2 separate regions of the Urocitellus parryii genome follow, and region 2 is linked to region 1. The links are chromatin contacts, called in public Hi-C maps. All regions are on one chromosome and are shown on one strand. The core of a region is the stretch at or near the end of the contact, and the rest is flanking DNA. Distances in the headings are between cores, read along the strand shown.

Region 1 (7,452 bases), core at 3,479-5,978:
TGATGATCTCCTTCTTTGCAGTCCTTTCTTTGAGATCAGTCATCAGGACACCTGTAAACTTAACTTCCTTTCTGTCCATGGCTATAGAGTTTCTTGGTCCAAGGTACAGCTTTCCTTGGCAATGGTAACATACCTAGGTTTCCTTCTGACCCCTACACACAAAGCCATTACGGTTCATAGAAAGGGCCTGATTGCTAATATACCAATGCCCTCTACTAAGGAAGAAATCCTCTCCTTTCTAGGTATGGAAGGATTCCTCAGAGCTTGGATTCCTAACTATTCTATATGATGCTGCCTAGGGCCCACTCTGAACCCCTATTGCACTCTGTTATTATAAAACCCTTCCCTAGGCTCCAGCAGGTCTTCCTCCAGATCCCTGCTCTCCATCGCCCTGATCTCGCATGCCCATTTCACATTTATGTGGCTGAAAAGCAAGGATTTGCTCTAGGGGTCCTCGGACACATGCTGGGGCCTATCTATTGAAGGGTCTTGACCCTACTGTTCAGGGATGGGCCCCTTGCCTATGAATGTTGATTGCAGCTTCTCTACTTATTAATGAGTCAAAGAAATTCACCTTTGGGGCCCCACTCACCATCCTGGCTCCCCATCACCTAAAGGAACTCCTCACCTAAAGGACAAGATAAAAGAGCTCCAACAGGACCTTGAATGTCAGAAACAACACCTCTCCTCTGATAAGTACTGCTAAGTACTCAGCTAAGTAACCCCCTTCTCCAGTGGGCACTTCCTTTCCTGACCCCTCTCCTTGTCATAGGCCTTCTGTTAATGCTTGCCTCCTGCATCATTAGATTTGTTTAAGACCAGATCCAAAAAATCTAACCAAACTATAAACCAGCTTTTGTTACAGGAATACCAATCCCTCACCAAAATTGGTCCGCTGGGGCCAGCATTCCACCACTACTCAACCTCCTTCATCAATCCAATGACATCCTGTGCCCCTAATGAGGAACTCAAAACATCACCCCTTCCAAGCAGGAAGCAGTTACAGAAGATTAACCTATGTCCCTGTTCCCTAAGGGGGCCAATAAAAAACAAAAAGGGGGGGAATATAAGGTCCTTGCTTAGCATCTGAATGGCCATCTTAAGTGACATTTTAAGGAAAAAGTTTCACTTTCCTGCCCAAGGGCATTTCTGAGAAAGGCTCATTACTCCCTTATAACAATCCAAACCCTAACTGCCCACATTAGGACCTGCCCATCTCTGATTCCTGAGCCTGCCCCATAAAAGTCCTGGAAGCCAAGCCTGTTTTGCCTCTCTCCGCTATAGAGAGATGGACTTTATTTTTCAGCTCTGACAAACTCTGGTGTGTATTTCTGCCTCATCTCCATCTTTCATTTCTTGCTTACCTGTCTCTCGTTCTCCACTCTCCCTTCACTTACAAGATGTTTTATTATTTTGTAGGGAAGAAAAGGCTTACAAAGTTCTATTTCACTGACCCCTTCCAATGGCTATGTAACTAAAAGCTCAGTCCTAGTCCTCCACACCAATGCAATAAACGAAGACAAGGTCTTGAGGCAAAGAAAAAGAAGGTTTATTGCTTTGCTAGCAAAGGAGAAACACAGGGTACTCCTTTCCTAAAGGCAGTAATTCTGCCTATCCACAGGAACATGGAGGCTTTTAGAGGCGATTCAGAGAAAATGAGATTGAGGAGGAGAAGTTTAGGGAAAAGAAGACCAGGGAGGAGAAGTTTAGGGAAAAGATTGGGAAAAAGAAAAAAAAAATGTGTAAGTCTCAAAGCCACAAGGGTTATAGTCAAAGCATCAAGTGAACCCCTGTTAAAGCTACTCTTAACTTTTAATTTGACCCCTACATCTGTTCAATGAGTCTGTTCCCCTTGAAGGGAAGGGGAACCCTGGTCCTCATTGTAAGAAAACATCTACAATGTTTTGATTTCTTATTGATATTGGTAGTTAATACCAGAGGGTAATGATTATTTTTAGAGCAAAAATGGGATATTTAAGAAATGTGATTTTCTGGTTAATCATCCCAATTTTAACCTATGTTGAAATTTATCTAAAATATTTCGATACCTTTTCAACACAGCAATTAGCAAATACTGAACAAAAATTAAACTTGCATTAAGGCTTTCTCAGAACATTATAACATTTTCATTCTTCAGATCAACTCACTTTACCCAGGAATTACACTTCCTGACACTTGTACAATGTTTGTATTTTATAAAACTCTCACAAATCACTCCACTTCAACAACCTAATATGAGCCATCAACTACCTACTTATCCTAGTACAACGCCTCCTTCCCAGCTAGTCTCTGCTGGTGACTTTGGTTCTCCTTCTCTCCTTTCTGGCAGAAGAAAGGTGCAATAGGGAAATAATTCGTGTGTGTGTGTGTGTGTGTGTGTGTGTGTGTGTGTGTGTGGTGGTGGTGGTGGTGGGGGTCATTGGAGTTCAATCCTTGGCATGGAAATGCAAATACATTAAAAAAAAAAATTGAAGGGACTCAGCTGTCCAGAGCACAGCAACATAAAAGTGTCATCACCGAACTGCGGGAACTGGAAGAGAGTAGTCAAGTGCTGAGGGCCTCCCCTTATTCACCGAAAACGCTCAGGTGGGCGCGGCTGGACGCTGGTATGGGTGTTGCGCGAGCTGGGGAACCAAGCGGTGGAGAACCAGGGCCATTGGCCCCGGGACGCCGGGCCCCCGCCCGCTGGGCCCCCAAGGAGACCCCGACCCGGTCAGCCCGCCGGAAACTGGCATCTCTCTACCTCCACAGGGCTGAGACACAGCAGCTCAGCCACGACAGCAGCACTGCCACTCCCCGTGCCGACATGGCGCCAGCTCCACCTCAACCCAACCGCCTCCGCCGAGCCAGCCTAGCCACGCGCGCTCCCCGGGGCCATCGGCCACGCGGCTGGTTGCAGGCACGGTTGCCGCCTGGCGTAGCTGGACAGAAGAGCTGTGTGGAGCGGCTAGGGCCAGTGCGCGTGCCAAGCGCGCAGTCACCTGGGCTTCCCGGTGCCGCCCTGAAAGTTAGCTGATGTTCGGAAAAGAGAACTAGATTTCAGGGAAGCGGATAGCAAAACCACTTCGAAAAATCAAGAGTTGAGTGAATGAAGATGAAACTTAAGTTAGCGTATCTTTTAGCCCCAATATTCGCGTGACTGTATGTAACCAATTGCCATAGCAAATACATACCTAACCGTACTTTCCAAGTAGACATAGCATAAATGTTTTAAAAATTGAATAGAAATGAATAGTCACCTGTGCTTATTGAGTACCTACTATATGCTCAACACTACCTCGGGCACTTAAGAACAAAGGAATATGACTGCATTTTTGTTTATGAAGGGTTTGTAATTTTGTGATAAAGCTGAGATAAACACCTGTTATCTTACAAGATTATAACTTACTTATCGGCAGACCAAATATTCTGAATCCTTGAGAGCTGCAACTGCATCTTTATTCGTCCTAGGAATTAGTACCCAGGAGTCTTAGTTTGTTGTAGGCGTTCAATGTTTATTGGCAATGCTTTGAAAGTACATAGTAAAATACTAACATGGGTTCTAAGGACCATTAGAGAACAGACAATACATGCGATTTGGCAGATACTACACTCTAGTCCCACATTTATTCCGAAGCAATTTTTAATCAAAATTAGATGTCATCGTTAATTTGTGTAGTTGGAAAAGCATTAGATCAAAAGCAGTCATACTTGAATCTAGCCACAATGGAAACATTAAGAGCGTGGAATACACAGTGAAGACTTGAGTCCAGACTCAGCTGTCCAGGTACCAATTCAAGCCTCACTGGATCAAGTTACTTAACTGGTTTTTAAACCTTATAAGATGAGCCAGGGGTGTAGTTGCTTAGCATGTATTAGACCCAGGGTTTGATCTTGCAACACTGCAAGAAAAAAAGGAAAAAAACAGTAAGCCCTATAAAATAAGATAGTATTATCTCCCTTATATAATTGGCATTAAAAAACCCAAATGCTTTACAGTATCTGCACATACTCTATGATGTAGGTAATTCACTCCTCCTCTCTAAGCCTCTATTATAATGTGTAAAATGAGAAGGGTTAGGACTCTATTTGTTCCTTGAATTTCCCGGTCTAATGTCCTCCACCTCTGTTGCTTTTACTTTTTGAGTTTGCCCTTTTTGATCCCTCTCCATCTCTGCTCTTCTAAAACTTTAATTTTCAATTCTAAACGTAAACAGCCCAATTCCATACAGTTTGTATCTCGAAACTCCCCTCTTTGTAATTTTTACACCCTCACTCAACAAAAAATCTTAAAAAAAAAAAAAAAGCAACAGAAAACAGCTTTCAGATACTGAAACCTGCAGACCTCAGACAACACGGCACCAGACAACCTAGCTGGAGTGCAGAGTGTTGCATGCCGGGAGTCGTAGTCCGACGCTGAGCAGACCCCCCTCGCGCCTCTGCAGTTTGAAAGAGAGAGGAAGGGCGGGTAGGCGGAAAGCGCACTGGAAGCTCCGCCCCTTTCCCTTGCGCCTGCCCCTTTCGCCTTGAAGCACCGTTCCGGGACGCGGAAGAGGCGTGGCCTGGGTCCGGGGTGGCTGCGGTTGCCGCCGCCAGGACTAGTTCCTGCGGGCGGTGCTGCAGAGCCTGGCCTGCGCAGGGCAGTCATGGTCCCCCTGTGAACAGGCGGTGGCAGAGAGCGGGGCGGGGCCTGGCTGGAGGGTGGTGGCCCGGCGGGGGCGGGGGCGGGGGCGGGGCCGGCCTCTGGCTTCTTCTTCCTCCGCATGTGGCTGGCGGCAGCCGAGCAGTTCATTTCGCGCACTCTTCGCCCGCCGTTTCTCTTTCGGGCTCGCTTCGCCTCACCCGAGCCATGTCGTTCGTCGAGAACAACCCAGCTGCTTCCTCTTTGCCCAACGGTGACTGCGGCCGTCCCAGGGCGCGGCCCGGAGGGAACCGAGTGACCGTAGTGCTCGGCGCGCAGTGGGGCGACGAGGGCAAAGGAAAGGTGGTGGATCTGCTGGCGCAGGACGCCGACATCGTATGCCGCTGCCAGGTGAGGCGAGGAGGCTCTAAAGGAAGTCGGGCCGGGGAGCTCGGGCCCAGAACCCGGATCCGCTGGCCCAAATGAGGTGTCACCTTGAGGTTCTCTCCTTTTGCTGTGTGCTGCGGCGATGTGGAGAAATGGCGGGAGGTCAGGGATCCCTGACCTGGACACATTGGGTGGCTTTGGAGGAAAATACTGGTCGATGGGGAGTCTGAGAGATGCGCGATGCCTGGGGAGTTGCTGTTTTCAGTTTGGGGACCGGTGCTGAGCCTCAGGACTAGGTCGGGGGAGAGGTGGGATACGGTCGGAATTTGAGAAGGCACCGCCGAGGCCTGTTCCGGACTCCGTGTGGGGACCCGGTGAGAACCTGGCGCGGCCGCAGAACCTACCCATCACCCACCCACCCTGGGCAGCCAACTGGGAGTGATTATTCCGAAATGCCCTGAAATCCAGAATCAATACTGCCCCACCTGCAGGCCCTAGGCGTGAAGAGGTTTGCCTCCTCCGGTGTACTTTGTTGACATCAGAACCCACCTGGGGTCATTGGGACTGTTAAAGAATCCTGGCTTTGTTTGTTTAAACAATTTTTTTACTCCGTACCGCATTAATTAATATTAAGGGGAGATTATTTTTGCTCACTGGTTCTAATCTAAAGGAAGAAATCCCCGCTCTTGTAAAAAGACTAAAGCCTTAAGTATATGCATGGATGTCAAATCGGATATTTAGAAATATCTAAGTTGTTACCGTTACATAGAAAGTTCACTTTCGGGAAATGTAGTGGTTGTGTACTTCCTACCAGGAGACACGTGGTTTTCAGGGTGAGCTTTCTTCCTATTTGCTGTTTGCTTTGAAGCAGCCTAGAGGCAAGGCCTTTGTAAAGGCTCTTAGGTAACCTTCAGGTTCAAAATTCCAAATAGATGAGCAATCTCCACGTTCAAAACCAAATGTAGTATTTGAAGTTAACTGCAGTTTGTGGAGGTTGCAAGAATAGCTCTTGAAGGTAAATACACAATGCGATGATGCCATGGTGTAGATTTTCTAATAAGTTAGTATTGGGCCTGCTTGACTGGAAGTTTTCTGCCTAAAATTGAATACCACTTGTGCATTCAGAAACAAATTACAGGTATGTAAAAAAGCTAAATGTAAGTATTCTCTGACTTTGCGGTTTTTGTTTTTGCATGCAGAATCTACCCTGCCCTTTTCTTGGCTAATATGAGTTTTGTCAACTGTACCACTTTACCACCATCTCTACCTCCCTTCCAGCCTTCTCTCCCTCTGCATTTCTGACAGCATACAAACTTAATGCTGTTACTAAAGGTGTTGGCATTGAATTGATGCCTCTGTGACCTTAGGGGCTACTCCAAAAAGCCTGACCTTTATCTTTTTTTTTTTTTTCCTTAAAATTAGATCTGGCCATGCAGAGGGTAGGGGTGGAGGGGACTTATACCTAACTCTTGTTGGGTAGGAGAGGCCTGTTGTCTTCTACTCAGACATCCCCTTTATTTGAAAATAATACATTCAGGTTGAGCTACGTTACTTATTCTAAGATTTGAGAAATTTAATAATGATAGCATTGTTCCAAAATATTCTCAATTTTAATATTCCTTTGAAAGTTATTAGAATTAGTTTGTAGACTAGAGGTGTTACTGTGTAACTAAGAAAGTAGTCTTAAAAGGAGGCCATAGATCAATATGATCTAATGCCCTTGGAAAGTCTAGAAAAGTGATTGAGCAGGAGCCATGTTTGCCTTCAAAATATTAGTTGAAGATAGTGGAGAAAGAAATAAGTTTGCTAGGAGGACTTCCCTCACTTGTTATCTTTTTGTTGACTACTTTCCTGTGTAATCTTTATATTCTTATTCCATTTAAGAGCTCATCAGTAGGATTCTTATTAAGTGTCTGGCTAGCCACTAGTAAGGAATAGACTTAAGCATATCTCTTTTGTGATTCACCTTGGCAACTTTACATTATTTGGTCAGCCCTAGTAACCTGGCATCTACTTAATGAAGTTCTCCTAGGTTATAAAATTGAAGAATATGGAATCTTGAACTTCTTAATAAGCATTATGGAGAACTTGGAAAAGTCTATGTTAGCTTAGATTGATTGCTTTGTTTGTGTCAATTTTGTGTGTTATTGAAAATTTTAAATTTAAATTTTTTCTTGTCATTTATGCCACCAACTCAAATTTATACAGCATTGTTCCTCCAGAGGACACATAAAAGTGTGTCCATATTTTCTTTCTTTTTTAACCAGGGATTGAACCCAGAAGCATTTAACCACTAAGCCACATCCCTAGTCTTTTTAAATACTTTATTTAGAGACAGGGTCTTGCTGAGTTGGTAAGTACCTTGCTAAGTTGCTGAGGCTAGCTTTGAACTCTCCATCCTCCTGCCTCAGCCTTCCAGCCACTGAGATTACAGGTGTGCATGGTTGTCCATATTTTCAACATAA
Region 2 (7,452 bases), core at 2,929-5,428, 170 kb before region 1:
AGTGTACTCTCTAGCCTTTCCCAGTTTCCACAATTGCAATGATTTCCTGATCACAGATTACCCACGATATGCCAAGAAATCAACCAAACTAAAAGAGCCCAGGCCTGCTGACTGTGAAGGGTTGGTAATAAAGAGAAATTTAGATTTACTCCCAAGTTTCTGATTTGGGAAACTGAGTAAACCAAAGTGCTAGTTATCTAGATAAAATTACAACAAAAGTGGAAGTGTTTTGCGGGGGTGGCCTGAGGTGAGAAGCAAGAGTATGAGGTATGGAAAGGAGGGAAGAAGATTGTTCCTGACCATGTAGATTTGGAGATATTGTGGAATCACTTAGGTAATGAAAATATTTACATGTATGAATCTGGAACTTGCTCCAAAGTCTGAATTTAGTTATGGATGTATGAGAAATCAGACCTATCATGTCTACATAACCTCACACTCTCTTGGAGCAGCCTAATGGAGACATGCAGGCTGAAAGAATGGAGTCCAGGTAAAAATGTCCTTACCTGAAAGTCCTAGAGAGTGTTTTCTATTCTTTTAAGATTCTCAAGATGTATACGTACTATTTAAAAACAGGAGGAAACTTGTTAATAGAATGAATTTAAAAACATTACCAAACACCTGCGTATTTTTAAGAAATTCACTTGTTGCCAGGATAATATGAAATGCACAAAATCCTAATCTATGAGAAATGAAGACTTTAAGTTAAAGCAACTATACCTGAGATTTGTCCCAGTAATTGAAACTAACCTGAATCACTTGCTTTGCTATGTATGCTACTAAATTGGGAATAGGTGAATAACCTCATTCCCAAGACTCAGAAAATAACTCCAGGATGTATTTTATTAATGGTAGATTATTCCAAAGTACACAGAAATATAATCACTGAGAACAGAACAAGTAATAATTTAGCAGCACTATGCATGATTAAGTAATCTTTTGAGGATTATACTCTTCCACCACGAGAAGGAAGTTAATACAGGTGACCCCAACACAACCATTTACATGTGGAGGCTATAGAAGAAAGGTCCGACCCACAGACATCCTCTCTAGTGTACAGGAAAAATATAGCTGAAGCAGGTTCCAATCTGACAAAAAGGCATGAGGCTACACAGCAACAGGTCCCTATAAACTATGATTATATCTGCAAACCAATGGTTAACTTTTCATGTTAAGTTTGGAACAGATGGTTGATGCACAATGAGGAATAGGAATTATATCCAAAGATGTAAGTAATTTGCCCTTGGCATCAAACAAAACTATATCAAAAACGAAAACAGATTTGAGGAAAATGAATATAACAGACAGAAATTTGTACCTCAACCCATTGGTCTTCATTCTAAAACAGAACTGATCCAGGAAAACCTTAAAATGGTTTTTTCCTGGCTCACAGAGCTCCCTCAGACCTTCACTCAAGTCCACCATCTAATGAAGTTCTTGTGTAACTTTCAGCTTGTCTTCTTTCATGCATCCCAAACTGACTCTAGTTATACTGGATCAAATAATATTTCCCAAATTCAGCCTGTGCTTTCCTTTTCTTGCCATTTTGTTCATTCTGATTGTTCTCTGCCCTTGGAGATCCTACCAACCCTTCAGCAAGTTTCACTCCACCTATCTATCAGTATCCTCTGATCCTATAACCATCCTTTGCTCTTATCAAAATCAGGTTGGTGTGTCTTAAATTGTTATTATTATTGTGGCACCCTTATGATATTCAAAACTCCTTAAAGAAGAATGAATAACTAATTCATCCCATGGCTTCTTCAGGGTCAAAATTAAATAAGTAATGGTAAGTTGCTGAATTAGTGAAATAAAAAACTCAATAGACCAAAATTCCTGAGAGGAACATACAAGGGCAGGTTTTCTTAAAATCAAATAATTCAACTATCATTCTGATTCATACTAAGTGTCTCTTCCAATTGATAGAAAAAGCAATATATAAAAAAATAATCACCAGAATTATTCAGTAGAGAAAATAATGCATCAAGATTATAGTCTGGAAATTCTAGATCCTATTTTTAGTTATCTGGCCAACTCACCCTTTTCTCTGCCTGCTTCCCGTTTATCTACCTACTTTACAAAAGTGATGGAGGAATAAAGTTTTGTAAATTAAGTTGATATTTTAACATTGTTCGGAACACTTTTCCCCTAAAAAATATTGACTTGGATATACTCTTTAGCCTTTCCCAGTTTACCACAATTAGCTATTGTTTTCCTGATTCTCAGAATACCCCAATATATGCTAAGGAAAGTATAATCAATTTTATTTAAAAAGCAATACTCCCTCTAAGTTCACAGAAGTTAGGCTCTGAAACAGTGGTCTCTGACCACTGAATGAACTGTTTACAAAAAAATAAGACATATCTCAAGATATATTCTCAAGAGTAGAATATATACTAAAGGGTCAAGTTGCTATAGTATTTATGAATAAAAAAGAAACAAATTCAGATGGGGAGCACTAAAATAAAGAAGAGTAATATAAAGTTTTAATAAAGAAAGGTATCCAGATAACACAAGACGTTTAAATCTGAAAACTTATTTCTTAAGCAACAACAGGCTATAGACCTTACAAAATTCCATACTTTTAGGATCTTTTGATTATTCTTTAATTTTCTTATCACGCTTCACTTTTCTTAGTATGTTAACCCACTATTTTTCACCTCCAGGCTTAAAGAGGTAAACCTTATGCCCCGCTGACATACTTCCCAGATATGGCATGCAGAATCCCTTTCTATATTACATTCGAAACACAAGAACATGAGAGAATAAAATGTTTAGGTCTGTAAATAAGAATCAAGACTCGATTGCAGAGTTTCTGCTTTTCTGGATCTTTAAGCCAACAAAAATAATGACGGGAAATTTTTCATCTGTCAGTCCACTTACAAGAAATTTTATACGGTGCTGGCGGAGGTAATTCTTTACAAACAAAAACTAAGTAACCAAAGGCAAGCCAACAAACCCAAGCATGCATCCAACTGGAAAGATAATTGTCTACCGGATGCTTTTTCTGGAGGTACTTCAATAGCAATGATCAGGCGAACCAGTCCTTGCATTCAAGTCTGTACGCTCACAGTACTTCAAACTTGGATAACCTAATAAACAAGTTCTTCCCTTCCCTCTCCTGTGGTCACGTCATCCACCTGTTGCATCACCTGGAAAGTGGTCTTCAGAATCTAGGAAAGGAGCCCCACTGTGATCTCTAAATAATTCAGCCGGGCTATTTTCTTGATAAATTTTAGCCTCATTAATTTTAATAAGGTTGCCTTGGAGGCAAGGATGTGTTGGTTCACCCCTGGGGAGAAGCTACCAGGGATATCGACAGCTGCGACTTTGTGGACTTAGAGGGGCTCGGGAGTTTTTGAAGACTTGAGAGCATTTAGAATGTACGGTTCCGCAGAAGCAGAGGAGCGGGTTGCGCTGGCGGATCAAGACCGCGGGACTGGGGCATCCGGCGGGCCAGGAGGTGGCACAAAGGTCGGAACCACGACGGAAGCTTTGCGGAAAGGACACTGCTCAAACGCCCAGGGGTCGGGCCCAGGGCCAGGGAAGCTGAGGGGAAGCGAGCGGTTTAAGCCTCCAGTGCCTGGGCAGAAGCCCTCGGCTGACCGGGCAGCACTAACAGAAGCGTCGACTAATGCAAGGATTAGAAAATATTACTACTCTCCCCTCCCCCCAACCTGAGAACTAAGCTGGAGGCGGGGATGCCAGAGAGGAAGCACCCGGGGCCGGGGTCCGAACCCGACCCGCGAGAGGACGCCAGGCTGGGCCGGGGCCGCCAGGGGCCGCACTCACCATGTCGTACACGTTGAGCACCACTAACTGGTTAGCCCCCATCCTCCCCGCGGCCGCCGCCTCGTCCTCGAGCCGCTCAGTCTCCGCGGGGCGGAGGCCGCTCCCACCCCCGCGGGAGCTTCAGGGGGCCTGCGCCGGGCACTAAACGTACAGCCCGGCCCGCCGCAGCCAGGGCTGAAGCATCGGGCAGCCGGGCCGCTCCCGGGCGCCGCCGACTCTTGTGCGAGGGACCGGGCCGGGCCGGTGGCGGCCCGCTCGGGCTCAGGCACCTCCCCTCGGCGACAGACACGTGGGGAAAGGCGGGGCTTGAGAGAGGGGCGGGCGCCAGGCGCCCCGGAGGCGGGGCCGGCCCGGCGCCGGGACTGAGCCCGCCTGCGCTCTAGTTCTTGGTCGCTGCACCTTGGGACCTAAAATGGCGGCAAGCCTCGGAGCCTCTCCACCCTGGAGGCGCGAGGTCCCACAGAGACTACAATTCCCAGCATGCAGAGCGGGATGCCCCCTTCGCTACTGAAAGCACAGAGGCGGAGTCTTTACAGTCTAGACTACAACTCCCAGCATGCTTCTGGGTCCCGAGCCTCTGCAGATCTCCCTGGGAAACTACAGATCCCAGCACGCACTGCTTTGGATCTGCTTTCGGATCTTTTTTGCTGTTCGTCCTTGACAAGCGGTGAACTCTGCTGTCTTAAAGCTCTCAAGCGCTACCTCTGCCCCTGCTAACGTCGCATTGAGTCTGATGAAGTCAACGGAATGTGTCAAAAGGCTAAAGTGATGATCCTAAAATTTCCAAATTCCTCCGAATACCTCCCCCCGCCCAGGGCAGGAGTGAAGAAATAGAGGAGGCAATTTGCTGGTGTAGGGTGGGGTGTGACACGTATCCAGTTAATTCTCAGGGTGGAATTTACGTTTTGTGAGACTATTCTGCCCAATGGGAATAGTACTGCACTCGTAGATTAGCAGAATCCTAGGAACCAGAAGGCGCTTGTACATTCATTCAGCAAATGTTTGTTGTGTGCCTGACATATGTCACACAGTGTTGTAAGGCTCTGAGGAATGCAGTGATTAAACAGGAGGGGGTGGGAGCACAAGCAAAGAATCAGTGCTTTGTAGAAAATTAAAATGATAGAGAATGATCTTAGACTGGCTGCACGGGGGAAGGACTTTGTGGTGAGTTCTCAGATGAAATCTTAATGACAAAGTCAGCCCCGCACATATTCAGAGGAAAAAGTATATCAGTCAAGGGAAACAGAAATACAAAGACCTAAGGTATTAAAGTATTTTCTGTATTCAAGGAAACAAGAGACCTTTGTGACCCAAAGCTAATGGGCAAGAAAGCTATGGTATGAAATAAATTGGATGGGTAGTCAGAAACCAGATCCTGAAAGGGTTTTTAAATTCGTGATAGGGTTTGATTTAAAGTGAAGATTTAGGAGAGATTGGATAAGGGGGTGAAAGGAGTGTATTTTTATGATTACTTGGGTTGCTGTGTTTTAGAGGCAAAGAGGAGATCAGTGTGGTAGATTGTAAAAATAACCAATGTCCCAAATTACAAGACTTTTGGTGTCTCCCCTGATTCTGGGCTGGCATATAACATGCTTTGGTCCATTAATTAATATGATGCAACAGAGACTTGAAAAGCACTTTTGAATTGGGGCTTGTCTTCTAGCTGACCACCACCTCATGATGCAGGTTACATAGTCATTACCCACCAGCTGAAATATGTAAGGCTATCTGAGTCCATCCTGCTTTAGCTGAGCCCATGCAACCATATGAAACACCCACAATGCCCCAAAGAATGTGGGAAATCTTTTAAATTGCAATGTTTGGGAAGTGGTTATGTGGGAAAAGCTAATTGGTTCAACCAATTAATAAGCTATTCCAGAAGTGCATTCAGAAGGTGGCTTAGATGTTGCTAATAGTGGAGGAGACTGAGAAAATTAGAATTCAAATATTTTGGAGGTACAGTCTACGGAACTTGCTAATGAGTTGGCTGCTGAGTTGGGAAGAGACTTTGAGAATTTTTAGATGTTTGTCTTGAGCATCTGGGTGGATGGGAATGCCATTTATAGTATGTGGAAACATGGTTGGGGGGGGAGTTATGGTTTGGTCATATTAATTTAGAGATGTCTTTTAGATATCCATGTCAAAGATGCATTTGCATAAACAAAGTATTGTCATGGCCATTATAAATAGACTTTGAAGACTTAGGACTGGATATATTTAAGTAGAAAGAAATAAGATCTCCAAGGACAAAGCTCTAGGACCCTTTACCATTTAGAGGCCAAGAAAGAAGAGGAGCCATGGGGATAGGAGGGAAATCGGAAAGAACATAGTAATGAAGTAGTCACAAGATTGGGGCTCAGCAATATAGAGATAAATAGCCTGGTGAGCAGAATCATGGAGGACTGGGATTTAATGAAATGATTTGAGAAGCAAATTAGTGGAGACAACTCTAAAACTTGGGGCAATTGCTAGATAGGGCAGTGTAGTTGAAAGAAGGTATTTTAAAGATGGAAGGTACTCAGAGCACATTTATATGTAAAGAGAAAGAAATTATTTAGGAAGAAGGAGATTTTCAAGGGCAACAAAGGGGGAGGGATCTAGGGAGCTAGGGAGCTAATGGGAGGAGCTGGCCTTTGGTAGGAGGGATGCTTCATCCATAGTGACAACATAGAAGTCACATGCAGGTGCATAGTGATGGAATAGAAGGATGAAGAAAGGCAGGCTAGGAATATTGGATGTGGGAAATGGAGATGTTATTTTCTGGTTTACTTTGATTTTCTCAATGAATTTCGAGGCAAGATTATCGTAGAGAGAGATGAGAAAAAGGGCATAAAAATTAGAAGAGGTATTGATCTACAATAAGAGAAATCATTCATTGTTCATTGTTCAGTCACTGAACAAGTATAAAATTATGTGTCAGCCATTGTGTATCACTATTTCATCCATGATAAAACAGAAATTTTACTATCCTCAGGAAGCTTATAATCCTATGGAAGATAATGTATTATGAATATATATTGTCCCTCATAAATTTATAATTTAAATTGAAGGAGATGAGCAGTAATAGAGCATAATAGGAAGACTTATTTGAGATGTCAGAAGACTGATTATAAAAGGAAAATATAAAGTTATAAGTTGGATATTGGAGAGCTAAAAAGACAAAAAGGGATCACTAAGGTATCAGAGCCAGAAGGAGCTGTCACTCCTAAGCCTGAAAGAACAAAGGAAAGAGGTTAGAATTTAAACATTTTTGCATTTGGAATTCAAAGTTCTGAAGAGGAGAACTGCTGGTATTTCTCAAGAGGCATAATGATGCTGCTCCTAAAAAAATTTTAAAACATCAAGCTAGAAACTAACCACTGCAACTGATCAACTGCTACTGCTATAATGAAGAAGCCTGGCTGAATTCATGCTGACAGGATAGAAAACAGGAAGTCCCTCAAAATTGTCAGCTATCTGAGGAGAAGGCAGAGCTGGAAAACTCAGGAGAGAATGATGTTCTTTGTCTTAGATGTTTTTAGTTATGGTGTGACTTTTTTTTTTTTTTTTTTGGTACCAGGGATTAAACCTAGGGGTGCTTAAACACACAGTCACATGCAATTTTGAAATGGAAAAAATTGGTAACTGATAAGGTGTCCAAGCCATGATAAAGGAAAATAA

The links. Hi-C and Micro-C count contacts between places; a contact is called where the count stands out from the background.
Region 2: a Hi-C map of muscle shows a contact between it and region 1, with 3 times the contacts expected there. The contact joins the promoter of Desi2 here to the promoter of Adss2 in region 1. A contact is called at or near these places in 2 of 2 Hi-C or Micro-C datasets (liver and muscle).

The regions. Positions count from the first base shown.
Region 1 is chr9:90,952,559-90,960,010 of mUroPar1.hap1, reverse strand. It overlaps Adss2 (adenylosuccinate synthase 2), which reads left to right and starts at 4,728. Exons shown (of 13, transcript XM_026390765.2): 1 at 4,728-5,011. The coding sequence starts at 4,829.
Region 2 is chr9:91,120,925-91,128,376 of mUroPar1.hap1, reverse strand. It overlaps Desi2 (desumoylating isopeptidase 2), which reads right to left and starts at 4,178. Exons shown (of 5, transcript XM_026390739.2): 1 at 3,793-4,178. The coding sequence starts at 3,834.